Linked DNA regions of Mus musculus: region 1 is linked to region 2. A link is a contact called in public promoter capture Hi-C data. All regions are on one chromosome and are shown on one strand. Each heading gives the region's core, a stretch centred on a gene start, on an enhancer-like site or on the middle of the called end of the contact. The rest is flanking DNA. Distances are from core to core; before and after follow the strand shown. Region 1 holds the start of Slc19a1 (solute carrier family 19 (folate transporter), member 1). Region 2 holds the start of Col18a1 (collagen, type XVIII, alpha 1).

Region 1 (7,397 bases), core at 2,734-5,233, 130 kb before region 2:
GCCCTGTAGAGTCTTTGCTTCTCCCTGAAACTTCACAAGCCAGGCCTCTGTTGTCTGCAAGGATCTCAGCATTCTTCCCTTCCAAACTCCTAAGAACAGTTCACCAAACTCTCAACACTCAATGGCTTTTCTAGCCCAAGGCTCCTAGTTAGAATTACTATTGCTGTGACGAGATACCATGAAAGCTTTGATTGGCTTACACTTCCATATCCCTGTTCATCACCAAAGGAAGCCAGGACAGGAACCTAAACAGAGCAGGAACCTGGAGGCAGGAGCTGATGCAGACGCCATGAATCAGCCTCGCTTACCGGTTTGCTCCTTGTGGCTTGCTCAGCTTGCTTCCTTATAGAACCCAGGATCCTCAGCCCAGGGATGGCACCACCCACACTGGGCTGTGCCCTCTCCCATCAATCACTAATTAAGAGACTGCCCTACAGCTGGATGTTATGGAGGCATTTTCTCAACTGAGGCTCCCTTTTCCCCGGTTGCTCTAGCATGTGTCAAGCTGACATAAAACTCGCCAGCACATCTTGTTGAGGGAAGGCCATGGTCCTGTCTGAGAGGGATGTCTTCCCCTAGTCTAGTATACGCTTAGATTTCCACTGTGTGTTGGGACACCTTGTGCTGCTGGTAGAGAGAGGTGGACTCTTGGAAGCAGTCACCCCAGTAGATTCTGACCTGGCCCTTTATGGTGAGGCGATGTGAGGCCTGGCTTTTCTGGAGCTGGGCAAAGGCTAAGCAGGCTACCTCAGTCAGGTCCTTGATCCGGAACAATATGGACTTTGGGACCATTAGCAATGAACACAGTTGCTGGGCTCCCTGGCTGGAATGAGCATGGCAGGGAAGTCCCGTGCTGTTCTTTCTCTTCCTGGATCTGACTGTGGCAGCTCAAGTGTTCTCAAGTGAGCCTTGACAGTGGGATGAAATGGCAGCTGGGCTGCTTTCCCTCATGAGCCCTGCCAGCCCGAGACTAGGATGGTGACAAGTGCCCATCTTATTCTTCAAACTCCTCTGCATAGCAGACATGCCAGTCTATCTTGCTGGTAGGAGGTGCGGAGCTAGAGGACTCCCCAGAGGCACCCCTGAGCTGGGGTGGGCTGCTTGTTCCTAACCTCAGAGCCCAGCCCCCACTAGGCAGCCTTGCCTCTTGCTGGGAAATGGTCTGGAGAGGTAGGGTGTTAGCAGACTAGCCCAGGTCCGTGGGTTCACAACCTGTGGGGGAATCAAATGACCTTTTCACAGGGGTCACCTAAGACCATTAGAAAACACAGATAGATGCCATTATGACTCATAACAGTAACATAATTACAGCTATGAAGTTGCACCAAAAATAAATGTATAATGGGGGGGGGTGTCACCACAATGTGAGGAACTTTATTAAAGGATAGCAACATTGGGAAGGTTGAAAACCTCTGCTCTGGATGATATTGGATGGGCAGAACCCATGTGTCCTCTAGGGGTAGTCATGCTGTTATCAGGCAGTGAGTTAGGACGGTCTTCCAGAGCTTAGTACCTTATGGGATTGAGCTGCAGAACTCACACATGCTCCTCCAGATGTCTGTGGCTCTGCAAACTTCAGGCCTTGCTGTGGCAACTGTGACTAGAACTTATAGGTTGCTTGGGGTTTAGCTCGTGACTCATCCTGACCCCTCCCACCTATGGCTCCTTCCTGGGTAACAGCTCTCACTCCCATGGGCCAGACTGAAGGCAACTGCCATGCTAACACTAGCACTTAAACAAACAGTAGGTCACTTTATATCCAAGAAACCATTCCTCAAAGCACTTATTACATTCCCAAAAATTGACCATGCCGGCCATACGGCGGAGCCTTCTCAGCGCCAGCATCTGGTATTTTAGGCAGCAGACATCCCGGAAACTTCCTCATTCTTCCCCAAGTCTTCTCCAAATGACCCAGGGTGGGTGGGGTGGGGGAGGCTGGAGAGATGGCTCAGGGGTTAAGAGCACTGGCTGCTCTTTCAGAGGACCCTGGTTCAATTCCCAGCACCCACATGGCAGCTCACAATTGGTACAGGGACCATTCTACCTCTGGTCCACCTACAAGGTGCAGGTCCTTCAGGAATCCTAACACAGGGATAAACAGGACTGCAGGAAGCCCAGTGCCCTGGGATAGATGCGCTTATCAGTATCTTCTTCTCTGTGACATATAGGCCATGCAGACTGGATACCACTACCTGTTCCTGTGGGTAGGGTGTCCTCACTGAACCCCAAAGAGGCACAGACCTGTCTGGCACAGAGATAATCACAATCTTCCTCCACACCCCCTCTACCTCCTTTACCTTGCCCTTCAGGCTGTAAGTAGTAAGTGGCCCGAGGGTGTAGATAACCAACACAGCCAGATATGGGAGCCTTCCAGCTCACCCTAAAATTCCTCCAGCTACCTGACCATCATTTCCAAAGAATGTGACATTTGTTCCTGTCCCTTTCAACTCACAAGGACTTGCATTGCTGGACCAAGTCTGGCGTGGTTAATGGCAAGGGTCCTGCAGATTTCCCAGGCAGGAGGTGGGGGTAGCAGCCAGCCCCAAGAGCGCATGCATGCCTGCTGCCAACTTGTAGAGAGGAGCCAGTGCGTTTTCCAAACGTGCCATGAGGCCCGCCATTGCTTTCCACATCTCTGGCCAGAGAAGCACTCTAGCTTCCTGATTCCCTTGTATAGCAACTAGGTGGCCAGCACCTTTGCATGTACCAAGAAGGCCCAAGTCCAGAGGGGTGTGGCCCCCATGGGCTGGGGAGGAGCCGTGCTGGTGTGGAGACTGGGTTCTCACACCTGGGACCCCATTCGTATAGATGACCATACCTATAGTCTAACCTCCCGGCACCCCACCACCTTGGGAATCTATTAAACCAGAGTTGCTGGTCGGCCATTCCTCTTTGGACCCATGCCCCTCTCCATTCGTTCTACTTTGCTGCCCTCGCAAGTACTCCGCCAAAACCCATCAGGAGGAAAGAGGCTGGTTTCAGGGAGCCCCGCCCTCTCCCAACCCACCTCAGGCTGCTAGCAGCCTCCACCTGCTGAGCATCAGCTGAACATCCCTGCTGGGGTGAGAGTTTGAAAGATTGGGGGATTGGTGGTGAAGGAGGGTGGGGTGGGGCCTAAAACGCTTAGGCCAGACTTCTGTCCCTGTTAACAGTCAAGTAGGTTGATACAAGGTGAGTAAGGTTTTGTGTGTGTGTGTGTGTGTGTGTGTGTGTGTGTGTGTGTGTGTAGGGGGTCTCCATGCATAGCTCAGCGCAATCCGTCGGTGCCCTTGGAACCTAAAGACGCTGATACCCAAACGAAGGGCGTGCACAGCTGGTGCAGTCTATATCTAGCGGTCAATGCCTTGGTGCCTGGAATGCTTTAGCAGGTGGTCGCGGGGCGCTCGTCTCAAGAGGAGCCGGACAGAGCCAGCGCAGACTTCTGCAGGCCAGCAGGGGTCAGGGGCGGACCCGGGGAGGGGCCTTGCTTGGTCTTAGGCCGGGCGGTCACCTCTGTGCTCGATCAGATCAAGCAATCTGCTGTGAGCTGAGACCCGGTCAAGCGCTGGACGGGTAGGGGGCTCGTAAAGGGGCTCAGGCGGGCTGCGGGGCCCAGGGGTTGGGTGAAGAGGAGACGGGATGGAAGGGGGCGGGGAAGAAGGGACTTATTGGAGAGGCGGACAGAGAGGGTCGGCTTGAGGAGGAAGCACAGGAGCCCGAACACTGGGCGAGCGTACTGAAGGGGGCCTGGAGTCTAGAGATGTAGGTTCTTAGGGCACAGGCTAGCAGACGCGCCACCGGTCGTCCGCTCCTCAGGGAACCACAAGACCCACCCGGTAGTAAATCTCCAAGTGTAGAGGGCGCGTGCATGAACCCCCTGTGGAAGTAGCTGCGGGTGTAGCCAGGTGTTTGCCCCGCCTCCTGGAAGTTCTGCGGCTGCGCCTCCTGTCTACCACGCTGGCCACTCCTTCGGGGCGTGGTCAGTCAGGTAACCACGCCTCTCCATGCGGCCCTTGAGCCTACGCGCGGGTTTTTGGGTGTTGTAGTCTGCGTGTGCGCGTTGAATCAGCCACAGGCCTGTGGGACGCAGAGCTAGGAATCCATTCTATGCGTGCCTGGGGAGCCACGGGGTAGTGCAAGGTACGGTTCTGTTCCTTCCGGTGTCCTGAAGACGAAAGCGGGCTGAATTCTCCACTACAGAGGACCGCGGAGTCCTTGGCGCGACTACAAAGCTCCAGGCAGGGTTTGTAGCGTGCGGAAGGCGCATGCGGGGTCTGCTGGGTGGAAGACAAGCAGAAGTCTTTGGGATGCATAGGGGCAGTAGGATAGGTGTGGGACACGGGCTAGTATCTGTGGGGTGTCAGGGTCCTTCTGTGAATACAGAGTATAGGTGAGGACCTCAGCGTTACGAGCCTCGGGGCAAGAGTCTGAGTGCTGGCCCGCATCCTGGGCTCATGGTTGCAGAACCGTCGGGAGGATAAATCCCCAGGCTGCCTAGTGGGACCTTTGAGCGCCATTTCTCTCCTTGTCATTCCTCTGGAACGGAGTTCTTTTGCTTTCAAAGTATCTTCCTCAGGTCAGGAATCACCACGTGCGCCTGCCCCAGCGACTTTAGAGCACGTGTTGCCTGCAAGGAAACCCCACTGCCCACGCCCTGGACGTGGCGCGCCTCCAAGGCTCATTGTTTAGCTCAGAGGTTGTAGGCACCCTGACAACTGTTAACAACTTCCCTTTGGAACAGGTGGAATCTGCAGCTTGTACAGGCTGCCTGTAGTAGCCAGTCTTTTCTGTACTTCCAGCATCTCTGTGACAGGGATACTAGACTTGGCTAATAGCCTAGGAATAAACCATATTGACGTGACTCCTCACCCGGTGAGTGTTCCCATCCTAACTTCCCTGTCTTCACGATGTTGGTCGGAACCTCAGGGGGCTAGAAGATGTTTGTGGGCCTTCTCTCAGTGGAGAGGATAGACTAAATCCTTAGACTTGCTTGCCTGACTGTTAAGAAGTAGCCTCCTCCCAGTGAGACTCAAGGACTCCGGGAGCTGCTCAGATGGACTCAGCAGGGCACAGAGCCTCTGACTTTGCAGAGCCTGACACATTCTCCGGGCTAGGGAGCCGGATGTGTGCCTTCCAACAAGGCACTGGGGCTGAGGAAAGAGATTGATTCTGGGCATTTGAGCCAGTGGCAAAGATACAGTCAACACTCAGCCACCACAATGGGAGAAGGGCATTGGCGTTTGTTTTCCCCCCTTCCTTAATTAAAAGGAACCTTCCTGTTTCAAGATAAAAAGAAAGTGGGCCTTGGAAAGAAGTTTGTGAACAGTTGTATTCCACACTTCTTACCCACCTCCACCCCTACCCCCATCTCTCACACGGGTGCTAGGCTGGTCAGAAAGGACTGTGTAGTGCCCCTCCCCGACACTACAACCCACCCGGGCTGCCAAGAATTTCTTTCAGTTGCCTGGAAGAGGTTGCAAGTTAAGAAGCCACAGGATGCTCAGGGCATATGGAGTCCTGGTCCACTGTGAGGCCCGCAAGCCATGAGCTTCCTTCCATACTCAGTTCCAATATGTAGAGAACAGGATTCCCCCTCATCTTTCCTTTGGCTGAATAGAGCTGAACCTAGCTTTGTTAGGAAGAGCAGCCTGGGCTCTGAGCTAGAGAAAGAGGGTATTGTGTCAGAGCTGGACACTAACTATGTGGCAGTGATGTTACCTCCAGTAGAGTGTCATAAACTGCCCCAGGCAGTCTCTGCCTAGGTAACAGCCTGGAGAATCCAGGCTGAGACCACCTGCCCCGTGCAAACAAGAGTTTGGGCCCCTGTTTTTTTGACTCGGACCTTGGACTCCCTGGCCACTATTCTGAATAGCAGCTTTTCCTCTGTCTGGCCTGTGGCCTGCCCAGTAGTCACTACTCCAGACCTAGAAGCTCTGGGAAGTTTGCGATTCTAAGCTTTCAACCCCTAGTCCATCCCATGCTATTAGCAAGTCCTGTGGGAAGGTAGCAGAGCCGAGCCTGCGGCTCTGGAACTGGGGGAGGCAGTTCCGGAAACGTTTCAAGTTTGAGCAGAGCAGCAGCTGGAGAAGGCCAGAGGGCCTGACTGTTCCTGTTTCTACCTCCTAGGCATGAGGGCCCTGGGCTTACTTCAGACCCAGGCAGTACCTCCTAGCTTAGATGAGGGAAGAGCCAGAGGCAGGTCCCAGGCGCTTGTGGCTTTACCAAGAGCCAGTCCCTAATTCCTAGTCTCTAGGCATCTAGGTTTTTCTGTTGAACGGGTGTTTATGGTGGAAAGCGTGAGCTGGGCAGGGGAGATGACTTGGTACGTGGTTCCCCAGAGACTAGGAGGTGCCCATGTGTCCCCTGTGAGCACATGCCAGGATCCTCATCAGTAACGTGGTCTGAGCAGAGAAGCCCAGGGACTCAGTCTAGGCTCCTGGCTCTTGTCACTGAGATTGCAAAACATCTTGTGATGTAGGACAGCTCCCTTGAACAGACCTGAGTGTGGGACGGGTGTGTGGGTGGATGGAGTTTTCAGAACCTCAGAGTCTATTTCCTGGGCCTTGAGCATTTAGCCCAGCCACTTACCGTTTTTTGTTTTTTTTGTTTTTTTTTTTTTTTTTGCACTAGTTAGGGTAGAACAGCCTGATAATCCTAGCGGGCTCCAGGAGTTCTTCAGATGGTCTCTCTAGCCATGGTACAGTACCTGTTGAAGGACCGGAGCCAGATCATTTTACAGACCCCCGAGCAGGAGGGCCCTGATGGACTCTCTCCATGGTATAAACCTATAGTGCCCTGGGTGTAGCAGCCTTGGGAGTCGGTGAGCTATACATATGGAGTAATACAGAGTTTATTCTGTACTGGTGTCTGATAACGTCTACTATCCCTGGATTCTAAGAGACACCAAGTAAAGGTGCTCCTGTTATCTCTGGGGATGACCTCTCCGATGAGGGCCACCTAAGCCTATAGTAGGCTCAGAATTCTAGATTTAGCTATATTCCTGGACACCACCTAGCCAGGGAGCTGCTTTAGTTTGGGCAATTGCCCAACCTGGCCAGTCTTAGCAATATGTGTTGAGGTCTGCCTTCACCTGCCTCATCCCCTCTGGAGATGTCAATGCCACAGGGTGAACCTCCTGAGTGCTGTGCCCTTATTGGCTGTTTGTGCTGCTCTGGGGACATTTGAGATGAGGCTAAGCAGGGCTCAGAGTTTGTTCAGCTGAGGTGACGTAGCCTGTGTTTGTGTTTTCTCCAGCCAGGCCCCCTGCCTGGATGCCTGTTTCCATTCTTACATGAGAAAGAATGTGGGTCCCAGTCCCAGGCCCTGCTGCTTCCAGGGAGGTGGGGAACCACCCGCCACCCGAGCATCTTCCCAGACATTCCTTCCTTCTGGACCTCTAGATGCCCCCTGGCTCACCC
Region 2 (7,592 bases), core at 2,971-5,470:
AGCCACTCCATTAGGGCTGGGAAATCCATGCTTCAAAGCCAGGTGATAGCAGCTATAACATCTGGGCACACAGGACTGTGCACAAAACTTGCCCTGCCCCATTCTCTGCTGCCTCGGGAAAACATAGGCCTGCATGATCTCACTACAGAGTTGGGAACTTGATCTAGAGAAGCAGATGACCTGGCCAGAGGAACAGAGCTATTCCACTCCTGGGATGTATGTTAGATGCTCCCAGACTGTTCTATGATTTCATCATGACACTTGCAATTCAAAATGGAGCAAATTTTCAAACCTCATAAACATACCAAATATATTTCAACTGTTTCTTTTCTAACAGAGAGCATCTGATGAAGTTCTAAGTCCTGAGTCTACATCTGTGGTCCAAGAAATGTTCATGGAGTAGTTAGTGGTCCAGGACTCCTTGGGCCTCCCAGTGAACCCAACTTTTCTAACACTACAGATGGAGACAGAACTCAGAAGTCGCCGGGCAGTGGTGGCGCATGCCTTTAATCCCAGCACTTGGGAGTCAGAGGCAGGTGAATTTCTGAATTTGAGGACAGCCTGGTCTACAGAGTGAGTTCCAGGACAGCCAGGGCTACACAGAGAAACCCTGTCTCAAAAAAACCAAAAAAAAAAAAAAAAAAAAAAAAAAAATCAACAACAACAACAAAATAAAAGAACTCAGAAGTTTACATAGACAAAGAACATGTGTGTATATGTGTGCGTGCACACACATGCGCACACTCAAGTGTGTATTCATGTGCAACTGTTCTGGCCTGTTTACTTCTACGTGTGAGTATATGTTGTGGTTTTTGTGGATGGTGCTGCATGTGTGCGTGTGCATGCATGTATGTATTCATGTGCAACTGTTCTGGCATGCCCCATGTACTTCCATATTTGTATGTATGAATGTATGTATGTATGTTGGGTTTTCCTTTGTGGTTGATGCTGCATTGCATGGGGCTTGTGTGTGTGCTTGCACATACATGTGCGTGCATGCATGGTATGCATTTGTGACTGTGAGAATGTTCACCTGTTTGTGTGCACATTTATGTATGAACACACATGGGCATTTGGGGGGCACAAATGTGAATGAGTTTGTGTGCATGAGTGCATATGTGGTTTGCATTGTGTGAACATGTATGCATATCTGTATGTCCATTTATGTATGAACATCGCATTCATGGTCACTTGTGCCCTGAGCACATATATACACGAATATGCATGTCTGTACAGTACATTTTCAAAGTGGAACAGCAGTGAGCAGAGGCAGCGCTCTGGCCTGATTAGCCACAGCATCTACCTGCACCCTGGGGAGGTCAGCTCACTCCTTCTAGGTTTCCTCAGGAAGAGGGCTTCCCCTCTCTCAGCCCCCCTCCCTTCCTTTGAAGGAAAAACAGGAGTACCCTGAAAAACAAGTTTTGCTGAAATTCAAAACTATCTTCAAGGTCTTTGCATCTGAATCCTGAAGACTCCCCAGTGGGTGAGGCAAGGAATGGGAGCCCTTTCCCACTAACTTAAAGTCTAATGTTACCAAGTGCCTGTGTGCCCCATCCCTGCAGACCTACTGAGGGAATGCAGCTCAGGGGCACTGCTGTGTGCTAAAGCAGCTGTAGTCAGTAGCGATGCTAAGAGTCAGGCATAGAGCACAGGCAATCTGTAGGAAAGTCAAGCACGAGAAGAGCTGGGGACAAGAGGATATGAAGTCAGCACCAGGGTGGTTATGAGCACCCATAGATGCCTCCTTGGCGTGTCCTCTTTCCTCACAGACCCCTCTTTAAAGTCCATAACCACACGGCGAATAGGAGTGCACAAGAGAAGAAACTGCAGACAAATGGGGGACCTTGCATATCCTAGGAGTCCTAGGTGGTGTGACAGCTCCCCCGAGGCAGGTTAAGAGTAGAGATACAACCCACTATTTCAGAGCATCCAAAGGAATCTCAGAATGGGCAGCACCTCAGGACCAGTCCAAAAACAGAGAGGGGCTTTGCTCAGCATAGACACATTTATTTGGAGATGTAGCTAGGCCTCCAGGCAGCTAAGGGCGGTTTCTACATGACCCAAGCAAATCACAACCTGCCAGTCAGGATTTCAGGCATATTAGTTCTCCCCCACCCCACCCCCATACCTCCTCCCCCTCCATACCCATCCCCCACCCCCAATAACTTAAAAGCTCAACAGTTATCCTGGTCCAGAGGACTCAGCCCTACCGGGATGAGGAGCCCTGGCCATGTTGGGGGAGGAGCTGGTGTAAGCAACACAAGCCGCGGCCCCCGCCCCCCCCCCCCCCACTGAGCAGCTTTTGACTCAACCTCCAGGAGGCAAAAGAATCACATTCCTTGGACATCTCTAGAGGGACCTCCCTGTCCCTGAGGGTGCACCACTAAAACCCCCAACAGTAGCTACAGCAAGCAGAGAGACATCACCTTCCCAAGGTTATCCTTAGATCGCCAAGTTTACAGACACAGAGGTTTGTTCCACCCAAAGGCTAAAATTACGATCTATCACCTTTCTACACTTGAAACCAGTCTAGCTGGGGGGCTGGTGTGTGTGTGTGTGTGTGTGCTGCTCTCTCCAGCATCTTTCCTTTGTCATCAGTGGTTACAGAAGAGGCCCCAGGCTTACAAATCCCTGTCTGCAGCCCCTGCCAGGCCCTCATTTGATTAATAGCCCCAAGTGCCACGCGGTTGGTCAGTAAGAACAGCCTGGCCAAGACCCATCTCCTGCAGTTGAAAGGCGTTACCCTACCCCCACCCCACCCCACCCCACCCCACCCCCTGTAGTTAACACAAATAAATGAAGAACTATCTGCTACCCAAGCAACAGGTGCTTTTCAGATCTGCTGTTTAAAAGGGCCTGTACTGATGTTTAGCCTGAAGTGACTAACGCACTAAAGCAATGTACCAAGTTACTTTTCCTTCCCAGAGTGACTCCCCTCCTCTCTTTATCTTTTATCCTTCATGATGCTGTGGCAAGAGGCCTGGGACCACAGCAGGTGATACTGCAGAGTTCGGATTTGGTTCTTTCGGGAGGTCACCAGCAGGCGCCTTTGTGATAAAGCGCGGGGTTTCTACCCCGGCAGTCTGGCATTGCACCAACCCCCAACTCAGGAGCCTCTTGGATATGTTGAGCAGGAGGAGAGCAGCCAGTTGCTGGTTAGCTGCAGAATCTCTGAGCTGGTGGCAAAGCAGTTCTCAGTGCGCCCATGCTGCTGCGGTCCTCACAGGGCAGCAAAGAAGGCGACGATTCCGTGGGCTTAGGAGCATTGTGGCCGGCCTGACTGCGCTTGGCGCTCATCAGCATCAAAGGGGACCGCGCGCAACCCGACACCACTGCAGGCGCGGGGGACAGGGGCCTGGAGCTGCAGTGGTACACAAAGACTAGCCGGCCACCGGAGTCCGGCCCCGGGCAAACGCGCGCAGTTTTGCCTCAACAGGTTGGAAACGCAAAGATGACGCCATGCACTTAACGATCTTTCTCGGTTCTTTCTCAGCCGTGACAAACCCCGCCCACGGTCCCTCCCGAGGACCTGGAGGGACCGGCGGCGGCCACTCACTCAAGCGTTGACCAGAATGAGGCCAGGAAGGGCAACATTGGTGAGGTGGGACACGGGTGTATGCCTCTGCTTGCCTAGCCAGCGGAACGCACAAACTTCCCCGCAGAGCCGCTTAAGTCTGGCCACCCCACAAGGGACTCCAAACACGGACAGCTCGCACCCCGGAACCCCAGACGCTCAAACCCTAGAGAATGAATGGCCAACATAAGCAACACAGCACTGAAAACGCCACCATCGCGCTACCCTTGAGCGCTCCAGCCACCGGCCGCCACCTGCGCGTGGGCAGGGCCCGGACGCCACTGCCTCCCGGCAGACCGTACAGGATAAGAGGTGGCTGTTTCGGGGACAAGCCACAGAACTGCACAAAAGGCACGTAAGTAGAGCGAACCCTGGGGCACCAAGTTATGTTTCCATCCAGGCTTACCTGGCTCTGCCCAGGAGACGCGTGCCACCAGCAGCAAGACCAAACTGGTGAGCACATCCAGGAGGTGCCACCTGCGGAGGACAGTCACAGGTCAGTGGAGCCCAAGAGACCCGCAACCCCTCTCACCCTTTAGCCCTGAGCCTGCAAACCTGGGCGCCATCTCCCCAGGCCAGGCCGTCTGCGCCCGGATGCTGCACCCAGCTCCTCGGTGAGCCGCTAGCCCACAGTGCTCCCGACCGCTGCTGCGGGCTAGGGCAGGGGTGGGCAGGGGCGGGACGGGGCGGAGACAGCTCGATGGGCGGGGCTCTGGGCTCAAGAAGCAGAGCTGGGCCAGAGAGGACCCGGTGAGCAATCTGGTAGGATCGGAACCTGGGAGCAAGCAGGGTGAACAAGGGCTGGCATCTATCGCAGCTTCTAAAACTCTGAGTGGCAGTCTCGTCCTCTCTCCAATGTCTCCAACGCGGGTGTTGTCCCTTCATACCATGTTGCCTCCTGAAGCTACCAGAGGCAATATGTGAGATCCAGATTCAAAGCCAGAGCAAGGTGCAAGGATGTCCCGCATTCATTAATTCATGCCCACTGCAGGGCATGTGTTCAGTCTGTGAGGTGGACAACGGGAAGGTCAGAGATTTGAAGAAAGAAGACATCTACCATCAGTGGAAACTTCGGAGCGACCACGACCACTTCTTATGTCCCTTGCACTCTTGGATCCCTGGGTGTGTCATGAGGGTCCTGCCAGCCTCAATATCTCCACTGTCTTCTAGTCCAGGGCAGGCTCTCTAAACCGTGCACGTTGCCATGGTGCACCCCCACGGGTATCTCCTCCAAGAGCTGCCTGCAGGTGTACATGTGTTATGAAGCCAGCCACACCCAGGGGTGACCCCTGTCCCCACATCCACCCCCCCCACACACAATTGGAATACCCAGAGACAAAAAGGTACCTTCAAGTAAGCACACACACACACACACACATTTTTCTCTCTTTTGGGCTCCTTCCTCCAACAACAGGGCAGCATGGCCTTCCTGGCCTGGCCTTTAACAAAATCAGAGACATTGACCCCTATCAAACAGCAAATCCAGATTCCAGAAAGCCATTCGCGCTGGCCTAGTGACAATTTCCCAAATTCCCCAGCCCTCATCCTTGCCCATCTCCACTGTCCTTCTTAGCCTGGCTCATTTCCCAGACCACAAAGAACTATCCAGGTTCAGCCAGGGTCCCCAGACCTTCTCACACCTCCACCCTGAGTCTGTACCATCTCAAGTGACTCACACTTTTTCTGCAGACCAGAGACCAAGTCCTTCAGTAACACCCCATAGCTTTTCCTAAACCCCAGAGTTCTTCCTAATCCTCCCAGGCCCCTCTCCAGTCTCCCTTCCTCTTAGTCTCCATATAGCCTCCTGACCTGGGCTGGTTCTGCCCTCCCTCTGCCCACTGCTCCGCAGCTGCAGCCCGAGGCCTGCTTGGGATTCTCATCTGCTCACATCATCTGAATCCTCTCCAGGCTTCAAAGGCCGGATCCTGCCCCAGACCCAGGGGCCTGCCCAGTCTCGCCCATCCACCTGGCCCACATCCCCACTTCATCCGCCTTCAAACCTGGAGTCCCTGTCCAGGTGAAAAGGGCACAGGGAGGAAGAAAGCAATCTAGAGGACTGTAGTCCACATTTTTTTAAAAGAATACAAATGATTGATTGCCCTGCACTCTTTTTCAAAACTATTTCAGAGGCGAGGATAGGTCCATGTGCTGTCTGTGCCTGGCAGGTCTTTGTGTGCAACTCCACGTGTGTTTTTCCATAGTTATACTTAGCATGTGCACGTGTGTGTCCGATGACATGTATTCGTGCACACATACATGTAGGGGCATGTCCTGGATCTCAGTAATCCTGTCTCTCTTTGTATTCATGTCTGTCTACCTGGAAGCCATGCCCATGTGGGGAGTCTGAGGTAGACTTGGGGGAAGGAGAAGGAGTTTGGGGGGAGGGGGAGGAGGGGGTTCTTGTTTCTTCTGCCTGCCTTCCAGGTCTGCTCCCACTGCAGTAGGGCCTAATTCCTCAATCTTCAATTAGCCGATTGGAGCTCAACTATGTGTCCAAAACTGCAGGCCTCTGCAGGTGGCGGGATGTAGCCCCCAGGGCTGTCTGTCATTCCTGGGAGAAATCCTGAAATGGAGGGGGGCACACCAGGCATCCGGGGGCTTCAGAGTCCGCTGCCTGCCTTCTTCAAGGTTTGACACCTCAGGCTGAGGGGAGTCCACTTCAGAAGAGTTTGGGGATGGTGAAGGAGGAGCAGCAGGAGACAAGCAAGCCTCCTGGTCTTTCCCAGACACAGGGAAGATTATTCAAAGGTGTCAAAGCTACTGACAATGGAAATCACCCACAGGAGCTCTCTGCTATGAATGCAGTGTCAGGAAGCAACAGTGGCTGTTAAAAAAAATCCCGGCATGTTCTATACGTCTTTCCTATAGTCTCTGTCCTGCTCTTGGGCCCTTACAACATCTCCATTCCCCCCATAATATTCACAGCTTTTTCCTAGAAGGGTTTTGATCCCTTCGTATATACAATTAACACATGATCACTCTAGAAGGGGGGGGGGGGGCTGAAAATACAGAAATGCACTTAGGAAGATCTCAGTTAGTGCTAGACTCTATGCCCTTCCTCTTCTTCCGCATCAATATGCTCAGCTCTAGCCCTAGTCTCTGCAACTGAGGGGCACAGAAGAGGAAACACATACACACAGAGAGAGGGGGAGGGAGAGAGAGAGAGAGAGAGAGAGAGAGAGAGAGAGATCGGTCCTCAGCATGGTGCCTGGCTCCCCTAGCATCTTGGGTTCAACTCCAGACTCTGTTTCTACTCTTATGCCCAGAGCGACACCATGGAGTTGGGCATGAGCTACGTGTGAGTCAGCTTCCTGTTGCTGTGACAAAATTAAAAAAAACACAATCAACTTAGAAGGAAGAATGTCTCCTTTAGGATCCTCACTTCTTAGGGTTCAGACTACCAACTTTATAACTTTTAATACCAACTTCTGTATTAGTCAGGGTTCTCTAGAGTCACAGAACTTATGGACAGTCTCTAGATAGTAAAGGGATTTATTGATGACTTACAGTCGGCAGCCCAATTCCCAACAATGGTTCAGTCGCAGCTGTGAATGGAAGTCCAAGGATCTAGCAGTTACTCAGTCTCACGCAGCAAGCAGGCGAAGGAGCAAGAGCAAGAGCCCAGTCATATTGGAACCTTAAGCCTGCCAGAACATCACAACAGGAAGCCTATCTCAGAGGAGGCTGCCCACTGATCGACTGGAAGAGAGAGGGACCAACAGTCCCTCAAAGGACATGCTTCATGACTTTATTTTCCACCACGAGGCGCTCAGTTTTCCTTCACCTCCCAGTGACACCAAAGACAGGGGACCAAACCTTTAATACGTGGAGATCCAAATCACAATGGCCACCAAGTAACATTTCACCAGGAAGGGGGAAACTACAGAAAGGGCCAGGTAGCTATGAAAAGCACGGTGTCTATCAGAAGTCTAGTCTCAACCAGGTTCCATACTGTGGGGTCATCCTGACACTTTGTATCTATACCCAATCTCTGCCCCAGGCTTGGTCCTAGTAGATA

Evidence for each region. Capture Hi-C pulls out chosen DNA fragments and counts their contacts.
Region 1: a promoter capture Hi-C map of pancreatic islet shows a contact between it and region 2. The contact joins the promoter of Slc19a1 here to the promoter of Col18a1 in region 2. A contact is called at or near these places in 1 of 115 datasets of contacts at active chromatin or transcription factors (pancreatic cancer cells) and 1 of 9 other capture datasets (pancreatic islet).

The regions. Positions count from the first base shown.
Region 1 is chr10:77,029,229-77,036,625 of GRCm38.p6, forward strand. It overlaps Slc19a1 (solute carrier family 19 (folate transporter), member 1), which reads left to right and starts at 3,984. Exons shown (of 6, transcript NM_031196.3): 1 at 3,984-4,119. It overlaps Gm3137 (predicted gene, 3137), which reads right to left and starts at 347. Exons shown (of 4, transcript NR_152191.1): 1 at 309-347.
Region 2 is chr10:77,162,310-77,169,901 of GRCm38.p6, forward strand. It overlaps Col18a1 (collagen, type XVIII, alpha 1), which reads right to left and starts at 4,221. Exons shown (of 42, transcript NM_009929.3): 1 at 4,130-4,221; 2 at 3,981-4,051. The coding sequence starts at 4,140.